2 separate regions of the Mus musculus genome follow, and region 1 is linked to region 2. Evidence: chromatin contacts called from public HiChIP or PLAC-seq data. All regions are on one chromosome and are shown on one strand. Each heading gives the region's core, a stretch centred on a gene start, on an enhancer-like site or on the middle of the called end of the contact. The rest is flanking DNA. Distances are from core to core; before and after follow the strand shown. Region 1 overlaps Pde11a (phosphodiesterase 11A). Region 2 overlaps Pde11a (phosphodiesterase 11A).

Region 1 (4,535 bases), core at 1,702-4,201, 110 kb before region 2:
TGTCTTGCCGGGCGTGGTGGCGCATGCCTTTAATCCCAGCACTCGGGAGGCAGAGGCAGGCGGATTTCTGAGTTCGAGGCCAGCCTGGTCTACAGAGTGAGTTCCAGGACAGCCAGGACTATACAGAGAAACCCTGTCTCAAAAACACCAAAAAAAAAAAAAAAAAAAAAAAAACCACAATATTGTCTTAGGGTTCCCATTGCTGTGAAGAGACACCATGACCAAAGCACAACATTCCAGCTTCAGGGCACAGATTCCTAGGCAGTCAAAACCAGCTCATAAGAGCTACATCAGAAGATAGTCGTCATTAGGGTTAAAGGACACCATCCATCCAATACACCTAGCATTGTATTTGGTTTGGATCTATCCCAGCCTGAAAGGTGAGGAGGGACCTGGGAGTTCACTTGGGAGAGACGATAACAAATTCAGCCTTCTCCCCAACTGATGTCAATTTTAATTACATCAATGTTTGCTATAGATTGATTTGCCTGAAATATGGACACTTCAATCTTAGATTTGGTTTAACTAAGAAATACATAACCTTAAACCAAATTGTGTTTCCTAACACATTCACTGTGGAACACTATTGCTGTTTAGAATCCTCAAAGTGCAGACTATAAACTATGCCCTTCTTAGACATTTACAGCACAGATTCCTCTGTGCAACGGGTATAACTCCTTCCCAAGCGCTCCCAAACTTACTTGATGAAACTCATCCCATGTCGGCTATTAATACAACACAGAATACACTTCAGGGTAAACTTCCCTGACAACTATTATTTGAAAAGAGAACTGATAATGTGAAAAATGAGGCTTTAAATGCTGTACCAGAATGTTTGTTTTCAGCTCAAATTGATAATGGCCTAGCCAGGGCACAGCGGACTCATAGGAAGTCTCAAACTACTACAACTAGGACTCATGTCCTTCATGCAAACAGCTGTTGCAAGCCCACCTTCCTTATTAGGCTTTTCTGGGATAAAACAGCAGAGCCTCCCAGGACCTCATTTTCTCCTGGTTATATTTTCATTTACTTTCCCAACAGAATTCTAACATAATGTGTTGCCATTTGGCCCAGATGTGTTTGAAGAAACATAGAAGTGATTAGACTTAATTCAAATACTTAGTCTCAGAAGATAACACAAAATTTGAGAACATACCCTTTTTTTTAAAAAATTAAAACCTGTTATTTATGTGTTGGTGTGCACCCAGACGGAGGTCAGAAGACAATGCTGTGGAGTTGGTTCCCTTCTACCTTCATGTGAGATTTTGGGATCAAACTTAGCCCGACAGACTTGCATGGCAAGACCATCTACTCACCGCTCCATCTTGACAGTCCCAGGATACTATAAACATTTACCAAAAATACAGGAAAGTTGATGATACTTTTTCAAAATTTAAAAAATTTAAAGATTTGTATATTCTATGTTCATGAGTTTTGGATTTTTGTTTGTTTGTTTGTTTCATTTTGTTTCTTTTTTTTTTTTTTTTTTTTACATGCATGGATAGCTATACACCATGTGCATGCCTGGTGCCCATGGAAGTCAGAGAGGAGGTTGTCAGATTCTCCTGGAGCTAGAGTTCAGGGTGGTGGTGAGCTACCATGTGGGTGTAGGGAACTGAACCCAGGTATTCTGTAAACACAACAGATGCCCTTAACCACTGAGCCAACTCTCTAGCCCCTTTCATAAAACTTTTTAATAGTTAATTCGGGGAAGAACTCAGAATAAGACCCACATGCTCTGATGGCTGACATATCTAAATAACTTTAAAGTATAGGTTCTTCCCCCTTTTCTCTTTCATAATTTTTTGTTGTTGAAGAACAGACTAAGTAACCAATTTGCCATGGTTTGCCCAGGTTTATCCTTCTGTTAACAGAAAGTCTCAAGTCCTAGGCAGCACCTCGATCCCAGGAGAGTTCCCAACAGTATGGATTTGGTTGGTTGTGTTCCCATGGCTAACTCGTTCCTCTGTCCTCTCTTCATGAAACTGGTGTTTGAATCTAATGTCTTGGTTAAATCAGCTTAAACCTTCTTTTTATCCCCACTCCCTCTCTCCATGCCCCCCTCTGTCTTCCTCCTTTCCTAACACCTTGCAGTATTGTTTGTCCCATTGTATGCTTCTGCTAGGATGCACATTGTCTGATGGTTTCTCCCTTCGTGATATTAACAAGTCTCCGATAAACAACTGATTAGCAAGATGTCTTAGCAATCTGTTCCCACCTCATATTTCTTTCCCTGATGCATATGTTCCTGGCTGTAAGCTGCATTCCTGTGTCAAGGCTGGCATAACAAAACTCCACAGAAGGGATGGCTTCAGCAACAGAAACAGGACTTCCTTGCAGTACCAGAGAATTACAAGCCAGAGATCTGAGTGTGGGGAAAGCAGTTTCTTTTACAGTCAGTTTTCTGGGTTCACTGCTCCTTATACCTTTGCCATTCTCCCTGTTTGCCTGTCCACATCCTGATCGCCTCATCCTCTATGGACACTGCTCTAATGTAAGTCCACATGTAAGACTCTGTTTATGTTAATAACCTCTTTAAAGACCACCCGTGAGGTGCTAGGAGTTAGAATCTCAACATAGGAGTTGGAGGGCACGAGTCATCTCATAACATATACATAACAGACACTACCATCCACTCACTGTCTTCCTCACCACCAAGGGTTTCAGCCTTATCCTGGGTCTTGGACGAGAGAATGATGTTTGATTCAAGCTGATTGCTGGTCTCATCTTATTGGTACAAATATAAGTATGAAGAGCTGTTCCCACCAGAGAGAAGGCTGCTGGGAAGCTTTTGAGAGGGATTTTCTTCATGGATTGAAATGATAACAGAAGAAACACAACAGCTTCTGCCGGGATAAAGAATGCAGGCCAAGCCACTGGTTGACACTAGAAAGCTGTTAAAGCAGGCAGAGCTGCAGAAGCCACATCCTTTCAAGGAACAGAAATGCAGGATGTGTTAACTAACCAACCTGACTTCTTACTGCAGATTTGCCACCTGCAAGGAGAAGACTTTGTCTTCTCCAAAGCCACCTTTTGCCTCAGGTTTCTGTAGATGCCCTCGGAGGTGTCCACGTGTCCCCTATCTTGGTGACTAGTTCACCAGCTCTGAAGCCAGCCAGGGATAACCTTTGCTCTTCCTCTGGTCTCCCTTCCCCCTTTCCCTTCCCTTGCTTTTTTTTTTTTTCCTTTTCCATTCTACAACACTGTTCAACCTCGCTCAGCAACTCCCTCTTTTCTGTTATCGCCTTTGGTTGTATACTTAAAAAAAAACCGGCTGTGAGTACTTACAAATAGTAATGCTTGCCTGTCTCTCTGAAACATAGTTTTTTCATTGCAGTATATTCCGCGTGGTTGTGTATCCTCTTCAGAAGATAAAATCTATACATACCCCGCTTCTTAGAAGCACCCTTTCATTGGTTGATAGGCAAATCTACTTCCTGCCTGGCTTCATAGGATCTTTTCTGCCCCGTAGAACTCCAAGCAAGTCAAAGAGTTCCTCTTCCCTGCCCCACTGAAAAGAGAGAAGGCAGCACTAGATTATGATAGTAGGAGCATTTCACAAGAAAAGGGTCACACTGTTTTGCTAATAAAACTTTCAGTCTGTTATTTGTGTTTAACCTGCAGCTTGTCTGTCTTGAGTCACTTGGGGTTGACAATTATGAGGTAGTGCATTCGAGGTAGGAGGATGATATGATTAATCATCCAAAGGCAACTGACAGGAGACAGATATGTCAACAGGCCCATCTATCAAGAGAGACCTGCTAGGTCCCTCTTGAGCAAAGGGTACTTAATCAGCAATCTAACTAGGGTGCTATAAACATGGCCAAGAAAGGGCTTATCTTCCCCTATAGAAATGTGTGAAGATAAGCCTTGTGAATATTTTAGGGACACAATATTTTCCCCGGTCCTGCTCACTCTGGCCCTGCTCTCTCCGGCCCAGGGATACAATTCTTAGCTCTAACAATTCTGTGGCATCCCAAACTCAGAAAATGGCAACACCCAAGGATATGAAAGGGGCACTAACAGTATAAAAAAGTATAGTTAAAATATTACTTAAATTTTACATCCCTGGGACTAAATCAACACATATCAAATCCAAGCATGTTTAAATATTCACGAATCTATGGCTGAACATCTGTAATGGGGAAGGCACAGCGACTTGGCCTTCTCAGAACTCTTTCTATTAGAGACAATCCACAAGCAGGGGAGAACTGGTTAGGAGAGTTACAGAGAGGCAGGGAGGAGTGACTAGAATTAAATTACAGATGACTTTATGCTTTGTCTATTCTAGACCAAGGGCTCAAGGTAGCTTTCTGTCCATGACTCCAAACTCTGGAGACAGAGTGATAGCTTTTCCTAAAATCCAATTGTGAGATAGATTTGGTGTCACTGACAGACTGTGAAATGGATAGGTTGTGATCCTGACACTGTCATACAAGTACTGAGCTATAGCCATTCATGCTCAAAATAGACCAAGCATGAAGAAACACTAGCAGCATGCTCTAGGAAGACAAGGGAAAGGGCATGGAAGAACA
Region 2 (4,949 bases), core at 1,504-4,003:
GTTGAATTCTGTTTGTTCATCCTCAGATTAATTTAGGGATCATAACTCTTTGCCTGTTTGGTTAGGCAGATCACTTCCTGCTTCGAGTTTGAGTTCAAAATAGATTAGCCTTTCTTTCATTCTTTGATTCAGGCTCTGCAAGCTACATCACTGTCTAGTCAGGCATCATTATAGTGTACCTTGGCACCACTGCAGTGCACCCTGGAACCAGCAGAACAGCCTGCCACCACTGCACAAAACCCTAGCATCACTGCAGAACACGCAAGCACCATTACAGAACAGCCTGGCACCATTGCACTATGTTGCAGAAAATATTTTTAAAATCTCAGTGCAGTGTTCCTTCTTATCTTAATGGCTTATGTTCTCAGATGAAAGACACACACACAGCCTTTATATTTTAATATGCCTTAGGCAGCACAATAGCTGGACAACTGCCTACCCTCCATGTTGTTAGAATCTGTTTTCTTACTGATAACTCCGAGTTACTACTTATTAATTTCTGTGTTCGATCTGGGCTGAGTAGTACACCCTGACCCCATTTCAGTACACCTTGGCCCCATTGCAGAACACCCCAGCACTTTGGAGAACACCCTAGCACCTTGGAGAACACCCTGGCCCCATTGCAGAACACCCTGGCATCTCTGCAGAACACCCTGGCCCCACTGCAGGTGCAGCTATCCCAGAGCACTTCTGCTTCTTCCGGGTTTGCCCAGTGCCTGTCACCTGTGTTACCATGTTTGCTTCTGCAGAAAGTGACAGGACCTGGAAATCACAACTTCATATCTATCTTGGCATAGAAGGAAGTCTCTTCCTATTGCCACATGCTGGAAACTTGAGCTCATGTTAGTCACAATCCACCAAAGGTAAAAGAGAGATGTGTAAGCTACATGTCTTCTACTTTTTCTGGTCTTTAAAAATGGAATGACTGCCATCGTACCTAGATTTTATCTAACAATCGAATTATCAATACAATTATTTTTGGTGACTGCTTTTCTAACTTTCTTATAATTTAGTTATAAAACTCTATTGTTAAAATTCTTTTACCTAAGTATGTAATATTAATACCTCACAGCTCTTAGATGCTCTTAAAGCGGGATGATGGAACAAAGAAAGGAATTTACAATCATTTAAACAAATTTACTTTTATGATCTTGATTTCCATTCTGCGCAAGCAGCCAAACACTCCAGATAAGCCGTGTTTCTTTCCACTCATATTTTCCCAGAGCGTGGTCCTCGGAACAAAGGGGAAACTTTACCTAAAGGTCAGAACACAGAGAGCACAATAGGAATGTAGATGTGGAATATTACGTCCTCATTTGGAGCATCAGGAATTGTTCTTCAGGGTGTCCTTCACGGTTATTGCGAATGAAGCCTTACCTAATGCAGGCGAGAATATTTCCAGGAAGTGTAGGTCTGGGTGGTAAGGGATGCCTCACACGGTTTTATGATCAGAGAGAGGAGAAGAATGAGGGTCAAACAGAGAGTGAGGGAGAGGCTAGGCAATCAGGAGCCAGGCGTCATCTACCCCACCTCCCCAGAGCCTCCCATCTATTTCCTCCTTCCCAGTGTTCACAGCAGCCGTCCTACTTAAGGGCTTCATTACCTCTTGGCTGGGCAATCACAATCCCCTTCTACTTGTTCCTCCTACAACAGAGTGTAGAGTGCATCGCGAGCTGACTCATAGACCTTAAATTGTTCCCCTATTCCCTATCAAAATACAAATGTCCTGGCCTCTGGGGCCCTTGGAAATCTCACACCAAACTACTTCCCTACCCCTGGCTCTCATTTCTCTTCTCAGAGAATTGTATGCTACTTACACACTCAAATGCTTCATAGTCTACAAATCAGCCACCTGCCTGTCTGCCAGCTGATCCTTAATGTGCCCTCAGCTTTCATTATTCTCCGTCCCAATTATGCCTCCCCACTCAGGACCATTCCGATATTCGGAGCTCAATTTAAATGTACTCCAGAAAACGTCTAGTCCCGTGGCTGTCTTTCTTTTGCCCTGCATGATGCCTGTGTATGTTCCTCTGTCTGAAAGTGTGTACCCTGAAGTATGTGATTGTTTTATTTCTCTCCCCTAGTGTTTTTTTTTTTTACACAATTGGTACTCAGAAAAAAAAATGCATACGATAAGTGAAAGCATTTGAGCTGCGTCCACTGTGGTCTTCCAGCACAAGAATCCAAAAGGGAAACCTTTGACCCTTTGAGATTGATGACAAAAGTCTCGCTGCCCACAAACTGGCAGAGCATCTCCTCTGCATTCCCCATGCCATGAATAGAGTTGGTTTTGTGTGGAAGGAAGGAGGGCTGGCTTCAAAGATCTCTTTCCAGACTTTGTGTGAAGCCTCCCTCTATTAGAGTTAAGGAGCCTCCTGAAGTAAGAGGGGAGAGATGAGTCTCCCTGAGGAATCTCCTAAACTCTGAGGAAAATCTCCTCTGGTTGGAAGAGTGAAAGAGCTGGACTCCTAGCACGTGATCAGATACTAATTTCTTCTTTCCTGCCCATTTCCCTTCTCCCTGATCCATTGAGCCAGTCAGTCTTCACTCCTGGACGAAGGTGGTCTTAGATGCATCTTCTGACACACTGAGGTATTGAGTATATATATTGCCTTCTTTCCTGAAGTTAGAAGCCTGTTGCCAAGAGAGTTTACAATGAGCTTCTTTTATTTCCTTATTCTTCCTTCCTGCCCTAAACAGGCTCAGAGCAAGGGAGAAGTGGGGTGGAGATGCAGAGCCTCTGTGAGAGGTGTGTCCTCGCCTGACTTCCGGCTCTCTCTGTGCAGAAGGACTTGTTTGCACAAACCCTCCAGACAACTCCGTGGCGAGCCCTCTCCTGTCGACAATTCCCGATGTTGTAGCTTTGCCCCTCCTGACAGGGACTGACCTTCAGTGATCCATGCATCCTTCCCTTCCCGAGACACAGCTCATCCCTCTAAGTCTGGGACAGGGTTCTTTTTTATTCCTTTGTAGTTGTGGCAAAAATAAGCACGACATGGAACTTACTATTCCAGCCATTTTTCAGCACTCAGTTCAGTGGGTCTAAGTGCTTCACATTGTTGTAGAGCCCTCACCACTCTCTGTCTCCCAACCTGAGACAACATCCACAGCACATCTAACTCAGCTCCCTGTCACCCATGGCAACCACCCCTTTGCCCGTGACTCTGATTTCACTAGGAAGCTCCTGTACATAGAATCACGTGTCCCCTTTCGACCACCTTCACTTCACTGTGACCCATGCTGTTCTAGCTGCTAAGGATGGAGCAGTGGGAATATAAGTGCTATTTATTATACTCTAGCAGAAAACGGGAATAGGTAAACAAGATACCAAGAGAGCGTCACAGTAAAGTGCCATACAGGAAACTGTGTGATGTCTGGTGAGGCTGCATGCAGGAACTATTTGCTGAATGAATCAAATCCAAGAAAGTACAGGCAAAGATTATAATCATAAAGTACAGGAAGAATCTCCTTCCAGCACACACTGTGGGGTGCCACTCCTGGGTGTTGACAGTAATAGTTACAGCAATTCCTGTCCCCACCCTCATTCAGGGCTTTACTTGCAATAACTTCCCCAAGCCCCTGGGTGAAAGTCAATTCCTCAGAAGTAGGTGCCAGTTCAGAAGCCAGAGGACCAGGAAGGGATTGATTTTCTGATTAGTGCAGATGCCTGGTCTCCAGGAAAGCGCTTTGACACCAGAGAAGGAATAGCACCCTCGTGGGGCGGCTTGAAGAACAGCTCTTTCCTGTCTTTAAGCACTATAAAGCCAATTTTATTTTGTTGTTTTGGTTTGGTTTGTTTGTAGATACCATTGCATCTGTCTAATACTTAACAAAATTCCTCAGATCCAATATTCAGTCTTAGGGAGGGCTCCTGTGTTTTCCTTTAGGTGTTGTGGAAAGCAGAGGACCTCTATCAACATCCAACCAGATACTATTTTTTAAGTACATCTTATTTTAGAGCATTTTTTTCACTTTTCATTGTGTTTTATTTTGAAGATTTGTTTTCTTAATTATGTGTCTGGCTGTATGTACACATGAGAACGTGTGAGCACAGCGGCCAGAAGATGGCATTGGATCCCCCGGAGCTGGAATTACGGACGGTCTCACACTGCCTGGTGTGGGTGCTGGGAACCGACCTTAGGTCCTCTGGAAAAGCAGCTGGTACTTTTTTTTTTTTTTTTTTTTTTTTTTTAGTTTTTTTAAGATAGGGTTTCTCTGTGTAGCCCTGGCTATCCTGGAACTCATTTTGTAGACCAGGCTGGCCTCAAACTCAGAAATCCGGCTGCCTCTGCCTCCCAAGTGCTGGGATTAAAGGCGTGCACCACCACGCCTGGCGTAGCCAGTACTCTTAATTGGAGCTCTCTCTCCAGATCCCTACACGTTAGAGAGTGATTTGTTCTTATTGGTTAAGAATGTCACGCATATATGCCATATGTAGAACAATTTCATATTAATAGAAAACTTAGAGAGAGAATGTAGCCTCCCCTTGTACCCCGCATCATGTTTCCTCTACCTTTACCATTGTACATTATTATTATTACTGTGTTTGCTGTAGTTGATGATCATTGCTGTACTCTGTCTCCTAGAGGGCTCCTTTGTTCACCTTTCCTGATTCTTTACCAAATACCTTTCCTGTTCTGGGTCCCAAGATTCCCTGTTGTCTTTAGATATCATGCTTTAAGCTTCTCTTGGATGTCCACATTTCATGATTTCCTTTTTTAAAAAGTATTATGGCTTGTTTTGGAAGGGAGTTAGTAATTTTCTTATTTTTTTCTGAGAACTTCACACATGACCACTGTATCTACATCACTCTTGCCTCTCCCTCTCTCCCTTAAACTCCTCTCTGGTTCCCCCTCCCCCAAGCTCATTATCATTTCTTTATGTTACACACATGCATGCATACACGCACACACACACACTTTAACCTACCTAGTCCACTTAGCTTTGAT

What was found. HiChIP or PLAC-seq counts read pairs in DNA pulled down with a chosen protein or histone mark.
Region 1: a CTCF HiChIP or PLAC-seq map of CD8 T cells shows a contact between it and region 2, with 8 read pairs. The contact joins two enhancer-like sites. A contact is called at or near these places in 1 of 15 datasets of contacts at CTCF or cohesin (CD8 T cells), 15 of 484 Hi-C or Micro-C datasets (the BV-2 cell line, the Ba/F3 cell line, CD4 T cells and 9 more), 3 of 115 datasets of contacts at active chromatin or transcription factors (CD4 single positive thymocytes and regulatory T cells) and 1 of 9 other capture datasets (embryonic stem cells).

What each region holds. Positions count from the first base shown.
Region 1 is chr2:76,237,092-76,241,626 of GRCm38.p6, reverse strand. The region is part of intron 2 of Pde11a (phosphodiesterase 11A); the gene reads left to right. Among named protein-coding and RNA genes, the nearest start is that of Pde11a, 100 kb to the left of the region's middle. Within about 2 kb of position 2,951, at least 23 of the 459 cell types and tissues checked have an H3K27ac peak or open chromatin away from gene starts, as enhancers often do. A contact at or near this core is called in CD4 single positive thymocytes, CD8 T cells and regulatory T cells, where this site is marked.
Region 2 is chr2:76,127,040-76,131,988 of GRCm38.p6, reverse strand. The region is part of intron 9 of Pde11a (phosphodiesterase 11A); the gene reads left to right. Among named protein-coding and RNA genes, the nearest start is that of Gm52518, 93 kb to the right of the region's middle. Within about 2 kb of position 2,753, at least 31 of the 459 cell types and tissues checked have an H3K27ac peak or open chromatin away from gene starts, as enhancers often do. A contact at or near this core is called in CD4 single positive thymocytes, CD8 T cells and regulatory T cells, where this site is marked.